2 separate regions of the Muntiacus reevesi genome follow, and region 1 is linked to region 2. The links are chromatin contacts, called in public Hi-C maps. All regions are on one chromosome and are shown on one strand. Each heading gives the region's core, a stretch centred on a gene start, on an enhancer-like site or on the middle of the called end of the contact. The rest is flanking DNA. Distances are from core to core; before and after follow the strand shown. Region 1 holds the start of LOC136145592 (zinc finger protein 26). Region 2 holds the start of ZNF268 (zinc finger protein 268).

The links. A called contact is a pair of places that touch in the nucleus more often than the background predicts.
Region 1: a Hi-C map of muscle shows a contact between it and region 2, with 5 times the contacts expected there. The contact joins the promoter of LOC136145592 here to the promoter of ZNF268 in region 2. A contact is called at or near these places in 2 of 3 Hi-C or Micro-C datasets (blood and muscle).

What each region holds. Positions count from the first base shown.
Region 1 is chr13:29,038,218-29,042,185 of mMunRee1.1, forward strand. LOC136145592 (zinc finger protein 26) reads right to left here and starts at 2,354. Exons shown (of 6, transcript XM_065904046.1): 1 at 2,198-2,354. The coding sequence starts at 2,230.
Region 2 is chr13:28,882,882-28,886,280 of mMunRee1.1, forward strand. ZNF268 (zinc finger protein 268) reads right to left here and starts at 1,859. Exons shown (of 6, transcript XM_065904040.1): 1 at 1,291-1,859; 2 at 1,157-1,219.

The sequences.
Region 1 (3,968 bases), core at 1,104-3,603, 160 kb after region 2:
AATGAAATCCTTTCCCCCCGACAGCAAAACCCTTCCTGTCATACTTGATCACCTAAAAAAATACTATTACTATACTATTACTAATTGCTTCTTTACATCCTGCTATCCATGTGCTAAGTGCTAAGTCGCTTCAGTCACGTCTGACTCATTTTGACCCCGTGGACTGTGGCCCACCAGGTTCTGTCCATGGGATTTTCCAGGCAAGAATACTGGCGAGGGTTGCCATTTCCTTTTCCAGGGGATCTTCCAGACCCAGGGATCGAACCTGCATCTCTTATGTCTCTTGCATTGGCAGTCAGGTTCTTTACCACCAGTGCCACCTACACTCCTAAAGGAAATCAACCCTGCATATTCACTGGAAAGACTGATGCTGAAGCTGAAGCTCCAATACTTTGGCCACCTGATGTGAAGAGCCGACTCACTGGGAAAGACCCTGATGCTGGGAAAGACTGAGGGCAGGAGAAGGGCGTGACAGAGGATGAGATGGTTGGATGGTATCACGGACTCCATGGACATGAATTTGAGCAAACTCTGGGAGGTAGTGAAGGACAGGGAAGCTTGGTGTGCTGTAATTCATGGGGTCACAAAGAGTCAGACATGACTGAGTAACTGAAGAACAACCACCACCACCTATACTATTACTAATCATTTCTTTACATTCTGCTGTCCACAACCTAATGCAATTCCTTTACCTCTTAGGAAGTGAATATCTTCCTAAGACCCCACTTCCTGTAGACCCCACTCACTGTAGCACACCCAACATTCTGTTTGCTCTGGAAAAACTGCTTAAGACCTATAAATTCTGAAATCCAAGAAGCATCTTTCGGCCTTATGAAATACTTTCAAGACACTTCACATCATGGCTTCTAAGAAGTTCTCTATTCTCAACTTTGTAGGGGAAAAACCACTCTCCAAATGTTCTCTCACCTCTCCTGCACCCCAGCTCCTCTTTTAACGCAGCCCTTGTCATTGTCCTGAGGCCTCTACTTGGTCCTTTTGGGGGCTCTACTCTTATACCTATAACTCTGTAGTTAAAGGCACTAACATAGGTGCCTTTAATCAGTACATGTTAGTTGAAAACTCCCACCTGAGCTACAGACTCAACTGTAGGCACCACATATTCAATACCTACAAAGCTACACTCTGAGGTCTAGTAGTAAAGAATCCACCTGCCACTGCAGGAGACACAGGTTTGATCCCTGGTCCAGGAAGACCCCACATGCCTCGGAGCAACTAATCCCTTGCACCTCAACTACTGAACCCCTGCTCTAGAGACCAGGGACCATAACTACTAAGTCCACGTGTTGCAACTACTAAAGCCCGCTTGCCCCAGAGCCTGTGCACCACAAGAGAAGCCCAGACACTGCAACTAGAGAGTAGACCCCACTCACTGCAACTAGAGAAAGCCGGAACAGCAAGGAAGACCTACCCCCCCCCACCACCACCCCCAGCCACAGGCAAAGATAAATAAATCTTAAAAGAAGGAAAGAAAAAAAAAAAAGCTACATACACTCTGTCCCTGGATACTTCTTCCAACAGTGTTCTCAAGACTGGACACATCACCGGTGTGCCAACAGCTCAGGAGTTCAGCATTCGCTGTTAAGTCTCCCTCTGGTTCAGTCCTCCAACCACCTGCACGGTCCAGAGGGTCCACTGGCTCTCTCCTGTCACAACACTGCTCCTTCCTGCTTTGAATCCTTAAACTCCTTCCCCGCCATCCTGCCCAAGGACTCTGTGCGCCAGACCACAGCTCCTCTAAAACAAGAAACGTACATGATTTCTTTGCACTGCCAGCATCAATGTCTGGATCCAGCTCACGAGAGTACTCAGTATACAAGCATCTGAACAAGCTAATGAACAAAAAGGAGATAAATTTCCTTGCTGATGCCCTGAAAATCTGGACGCGAAGACAACTCAGAACTTGTGCGTGTAAAACCTGAAACGATACAGGATCATTTCCTTCACAAGGGCCCTCACTGCCCTAGGAATTCAGGGTCCGCTGTAGATAACAAAGCAGAGTAACTGCCCACGGACAGTGCAACGGGACACCAAGTGCCAGAAGACAAGGGACGTTTCTGGAGACTCAGGGGGATGGCGGGCAATATGTGAGTTCAGGCCCTGGTGTGACCGTGAAGGGATGAAGAGGTCCGCCCTCACGGCCAAGTCAGCTTTCTCAAGTGAGAAAGTCCCCACTTACCGAACACGAAGCTGTCGGGAACCTGGTGGCCATCCCGGGCTGTTTCGTGCAGGCTGCAGAGGAGAGAGCCGAACTCTGATGATATCCTTGCTGGTCCCACCCCGTCCACCAAGAGGGGGTTCGAGCCCGACGGAGAGGGTCCGCGGGCACCAGGCACCTGCCCGTCTGGGGCTGAGTCCCTCCCTCGTAGGGAAGGGGCTCCGGGCCCGGGCAGAGGGAACTTGGACAATGAGTTTGTACCGCTCCGCAGCCCTGATGCGGGAGGGCCCGACGCCGGGCTGACTGCCTCTACGCCGGGATCGACCGTGGGGGCTCAGCTGGTCAAGATCCTGGTTCGCACAGGATGTTCTGGGCCAGGGTAACTTCGCGTCTGAGCTAGCTCCGCAGTCTCTGAAACAGAACGCCCCCGCCCCGCCCCTGAGCTCAGAAGCCCTGCCGGATACAGCCCGTTAGGCGCGTATTCCTCTTCGGCCGCAGGGCGGCGCAGACGGAAGTACGTCACGTGACGAACAGCGGCTGGCAAAACACTACATCTCCCAGAATGCTCTGTGGAGGAAGAGGGCTTGGATAGACGTGCGAGGCCTGATGGGAAAGGTGGGCGGACTCTACTAGAGTCGGTATCGATTCCTCCGCTGCTCAGGGAAGCGCTAGTGTCTGGGCAGTGGCCGGTGGTTGAGTCTTGAGGCCAAACCAGTTAGAGTTCGTAGGGGAAGGCTCAGCAGAGAACGACACCGTGGGAAACTATGAGGTGCAGTGCACTGGGGTATAAAACAGTACTGAATATCAGTGCACCAAATAAGTTACCAACTTTACAGAGGAGAAAGTATAGTAGATGAGAAGTAGAAGGTCATCAATATTGGGACACACAGACGCGTGGGTGTCCAAGACAGAGCAAACAGTAGTCAACTGGAAAAAAAATGCACAGCCTGAAAGTTGAGAGTTCTGTTTTATTCTGTGGGCAAAACTGAGGACTTAAGCCTGGGACATAGCAGCTCAGATAACGCTGAGAGGGGACTGCTCTGAAGAGGCAAGGGGGAAGTCAAGATAGGTAGAAGTTTTTGCAACAAAGATATAGTAGTTGGAACATCAAAAGATTATTGATTAAAGAAAACTAGATAGCTCAAGTTAAGGGATTTACTGCTTTTCCATCTATGGGAAGATACAAGAGTCTAAGCTTACTGAAATCATTCCTTTGATACGTTCCTCAGCTATCTGGGGCCAGGATTCTGTGTTTTCTCATCCTGAGACCCCCTCAAGGCTCACAGTCAGGTTACTGTAATCTGATGGCTTGAAGGTGCAACATCCTTTGTTTACTGATATGGTAGGCAATATTTAACTATAAATTAAAAGCATAATTTAAAAAGCTTTCTGTCTGAAAAAAAATTGCTTTTATAAAGTCTTATCTTCAACTGACAGCAAATTAAGTAGGGAAATACAGACAAAACTGTAGACAACACTATGCATTAATGTGTGGGAGAAACTAAGAGCAATGATGACAGGAAATTTCATAATCGTAAGTAATTATATGGAGTAGGAAATGGCAACCCACTCCAGTATTCTTGCCTAGAGAATCCCATGGCCAGAGGAGTCTGGTGGATTACGGTCCATGGGATCGCAAAGAGTTGGACACGACTGAGTGACTAAGCATAGCATAGCATAAGTAATTATAGTAGTTAAAACAGTAAAAACAAAACAATAAGAGTTGGATTCTCAAAAAGCTAAAGAACAAAGTAAACCTAGGGCTTCCCTAGTGGTCCAGTGGTTAAGAATC
Region 2 (3,399 bases), core at 609-3,108:
TGCAGGGTACCACCATATCCAACAGAAATGTCCACCCGGCCCTCCTTAACAACTCTGATAGTTCTCGCTCACTCAGGAAATGGAACCTCCCAACCCAGGCCCACAGAGTAGACCTCCAGCACTGATGCCTGGCTCTTCTTGCTCCCTCACCAACATCCAACTAGTTACCAAGTCCACTTGCTTCGGACTCTGTGGCTCTTTTCTCAAAACCACTAGTGTACTTAAGCCTCATCCTCACTTGCCTGATGTTGATTGTTCCATCCAAAACTCCTTTGGAAAACACTTCAATGAGTCTTTCTCCACTAGAGGATAAAATCCCAGATTTTTTTTTTTTTTGGCAGCACCATGTGGCTTGCGGGATTTCAGTTCCTCAACCAGGGATTGAACCTGGGGTCACTGTGATGAAAGTTCTCAGCCCTAATCACTGAATTGCCAAGGAAGTCCCCAAATTCAAGTTTTTAATGTGACCCTCAAAGCCCTCTATGATCCAATCTCTACCTATGGGTCTGGCCTCATTTCTTATACTCCATCACCACCATCCCCCGCAAAATCCTAAACTCTACATTTCAGCAACTGTAGTGTTCAAAGTTCACCAACATATTAGATCACTTGAAGCCTCTAAAATTTGCACGCTCCTTCCTTTTCCTAGGCTGTCCCTTGTTCACCTCACTTACCTTTCAAATCACAGTTTAAGACTCCCTTATTAACCCTTGAGGTACTTCTTGGAGTGTCCTTATTTCCAAAACTGACCCTGTGCTGTAGGTCCCCACACATTTTCACAGCTTGCTTTCAGAGGACCCCTAAGGTGTCACTGTGCTTGTACATTTTCTTGCCCACCAACCCCACCAGGTCATGACTCTTCCAAGGCAAGAATGACTTATCTTTGCACCCTTAGCAACTGCCCCAGGATCCAGCAAACAAATGACAATAAAACTGTTGAATAACTAGAGATAAACGCGTAATTTCCCAAATGAGGTCCCAAAATCTTAAACACAGAAGGGAAAAAATAAGAAAATGGGTGTTGAAGAAACTGGAAGATGGATGATTACGTCTTGTTTAACTCAAGGTTCAAGGCATAGAATTGGCAGAAAAGAGACTTAAGTAAGTAAATTAACAGTCTGATGACAAGAAGCGCTTCTGGACGGCCTAACGTTACCTAAAGGCGGCCCAGTGATTTGGCAGCGGGGTGGGGAGAGGGAACTCCATGCAAACGCCAACCCTGGAAGAGACGAATGAGCACAGGTCGGTCTTTACGGAGCTTTTCAGAAACAAAAGAAAATTCCTACTCACCCAGATGGCAGCTGTCCGGACCCTTGAGGCCATCCCCACAGCCAGCTTTGAGTTCCCTGCAAGAGAATGGCAGGACCCGATGGTGGCGGGAGAAGAGAACCGTGAGGGGCCAGATCTCTCCGCCGCGCCCGCGCCCGCGCCCACGCGGGACCCTCTTGATCCCAGAGGACGCGCATCTCCCTTCCCACGGCTGGGGCCCCTCCTCTCACGCAGCAGAGGCGTTCCCCACCTTCGTCCCCACCTACACGCACGCGACTGGGCCAGGGCAGGCGTAAAGGAGGCCAGACTAGTCTGCACAGTCCCGCCCCTTTGAATTTGGAGGGAATCGGCGCACACCGCTCCCCGATCCCTGAACTGGTAGCGCGGGAATGCGGGGGAGACGCGCTCCCCTCCGACCTCCTGGATCTTGCAACCAGATCCGCTCGTTCTCCCTCTCGACTTTGAGTCACCCGCTCTGGGCGCTTCGGCGACGGCCCTCGGGCAGTCGAGGTCGGCCGGCACCAGCCCAGGTCACCGCGACCGGCATGAGACTCGGCCCACCGAACAGGGTTCTCCCCGGCCGGTGCCGAGTGGATGGCGGCTGCTAGGGACGCACAGAAATTGCGTCAGTGAGACCCACGGGCAGGACAAACTACAACTCCCAGAAGCCTCCGCGGTCATCCCTCCTCCGGGGGGTGGCTCCAGCCAAGGGCCGCCGGGAGGGGGCGCTGCAGTCGCGAATCGCGGAGTTTCCGGCCACATCCTTGGGCGGGCGTTTTGGGGGCTTTCAATAATACAGAGGATTAAAACAATTGATGGCAATAGCGCAAAGTGGGGAGGGGTGTGCGTTGACTTAAAAATATTTTAAGATTCTTGCTTTCCGAGGGCAGAAGTACTAATTTAAAGTTTAATAACAAAAAGATCCATTCTGTTGTATAAGGGACATTTTCATGTAAATTAAATTTATTTTTTGCAGAAAAATTAGGAGTGGCATTGTTTTCCCTTGGGGATGGGGATGGGAGAATCTTTTAACTGTCCGGCTTAATATAAAACGGCTGGATTCTCGTATGTGCTTCTGCACTCATTCTGGTTGTTTATGTTGCGTCCTTGGAAGTATATTAAAACATCTGGCCTCACATAAGTATGTCGTTGGAAAAGGACAGAGTATTTTAATATACTTAGATAATTTTACCTCTTAGTAAAAGCTGAACAGGCATAGGTCAGTTGCAGTATACCATCTAAAACCAGATAGGTAAACTTTTTCTACTCTATTTTATCAAAACTCATTGATCTGTCTTGCACTTTGAATGGCTAGTTTTATCAGGCATGATTTTGTAACATCATACATTGGTCATTTGGAAAATATGGGTTCATTGACTAATGCGTATCTTCCAGATGTTGACACCTTTCATTGTACAATATGAAAGCTGCTATTTATCAATATCATCATTGACCTTAAAGTACTGAGAATCTGTGAAGTTCACAGTGGCAGATACAAGATTTCCAAAATTCCATTTTCACTTGAAAACGCTAGTTTTATGTTGGCAAAAAAAATCCTGTCTTTATTTCTCTCTAAGTGACAGCTTACTTGTTTGACTGTTGAGATCCCCATGTCTGACTCATCTTTCAGTTTTTCTTTCACTCAAAGTTCAGCTCCCAACTCATATAATCACACTGGTGATTTTCCTGAAGACTACTATTGAATTTCAGGATACATCACAGAATATTTGTTGCAAAGATACTAAAAAGATGTGGTCTCAAGAGTTGACATTTAATAAAAATATTTTCACTGCTCCATCAAGAAGTGAACTGGTCTTTTTGAACAATGAGATTGCTATAAAAGAATAGAAAAAAGACTGCTGTCTCACAATACATTTAAATATTTTTTAACTATTAAATATGGAAAGGAAGGACATGAGTTTGAGTAAACTAAGGGAGATAGTGAAGGACAGGGAAGACTGATATGCTGCAGTTCATAGGGTTGCAAAGTCTCAGACACGACTTGGTGACTGAACAAGTACTATGCTGAAATGTGGAGTTAGCATCCTTTGCCCACTTGTTTGTTAACCAATCTCTGTAATCTACTAAGTTCTCATGTTGTGTTGGTTTTCTGTTGTGCTATAACAAATC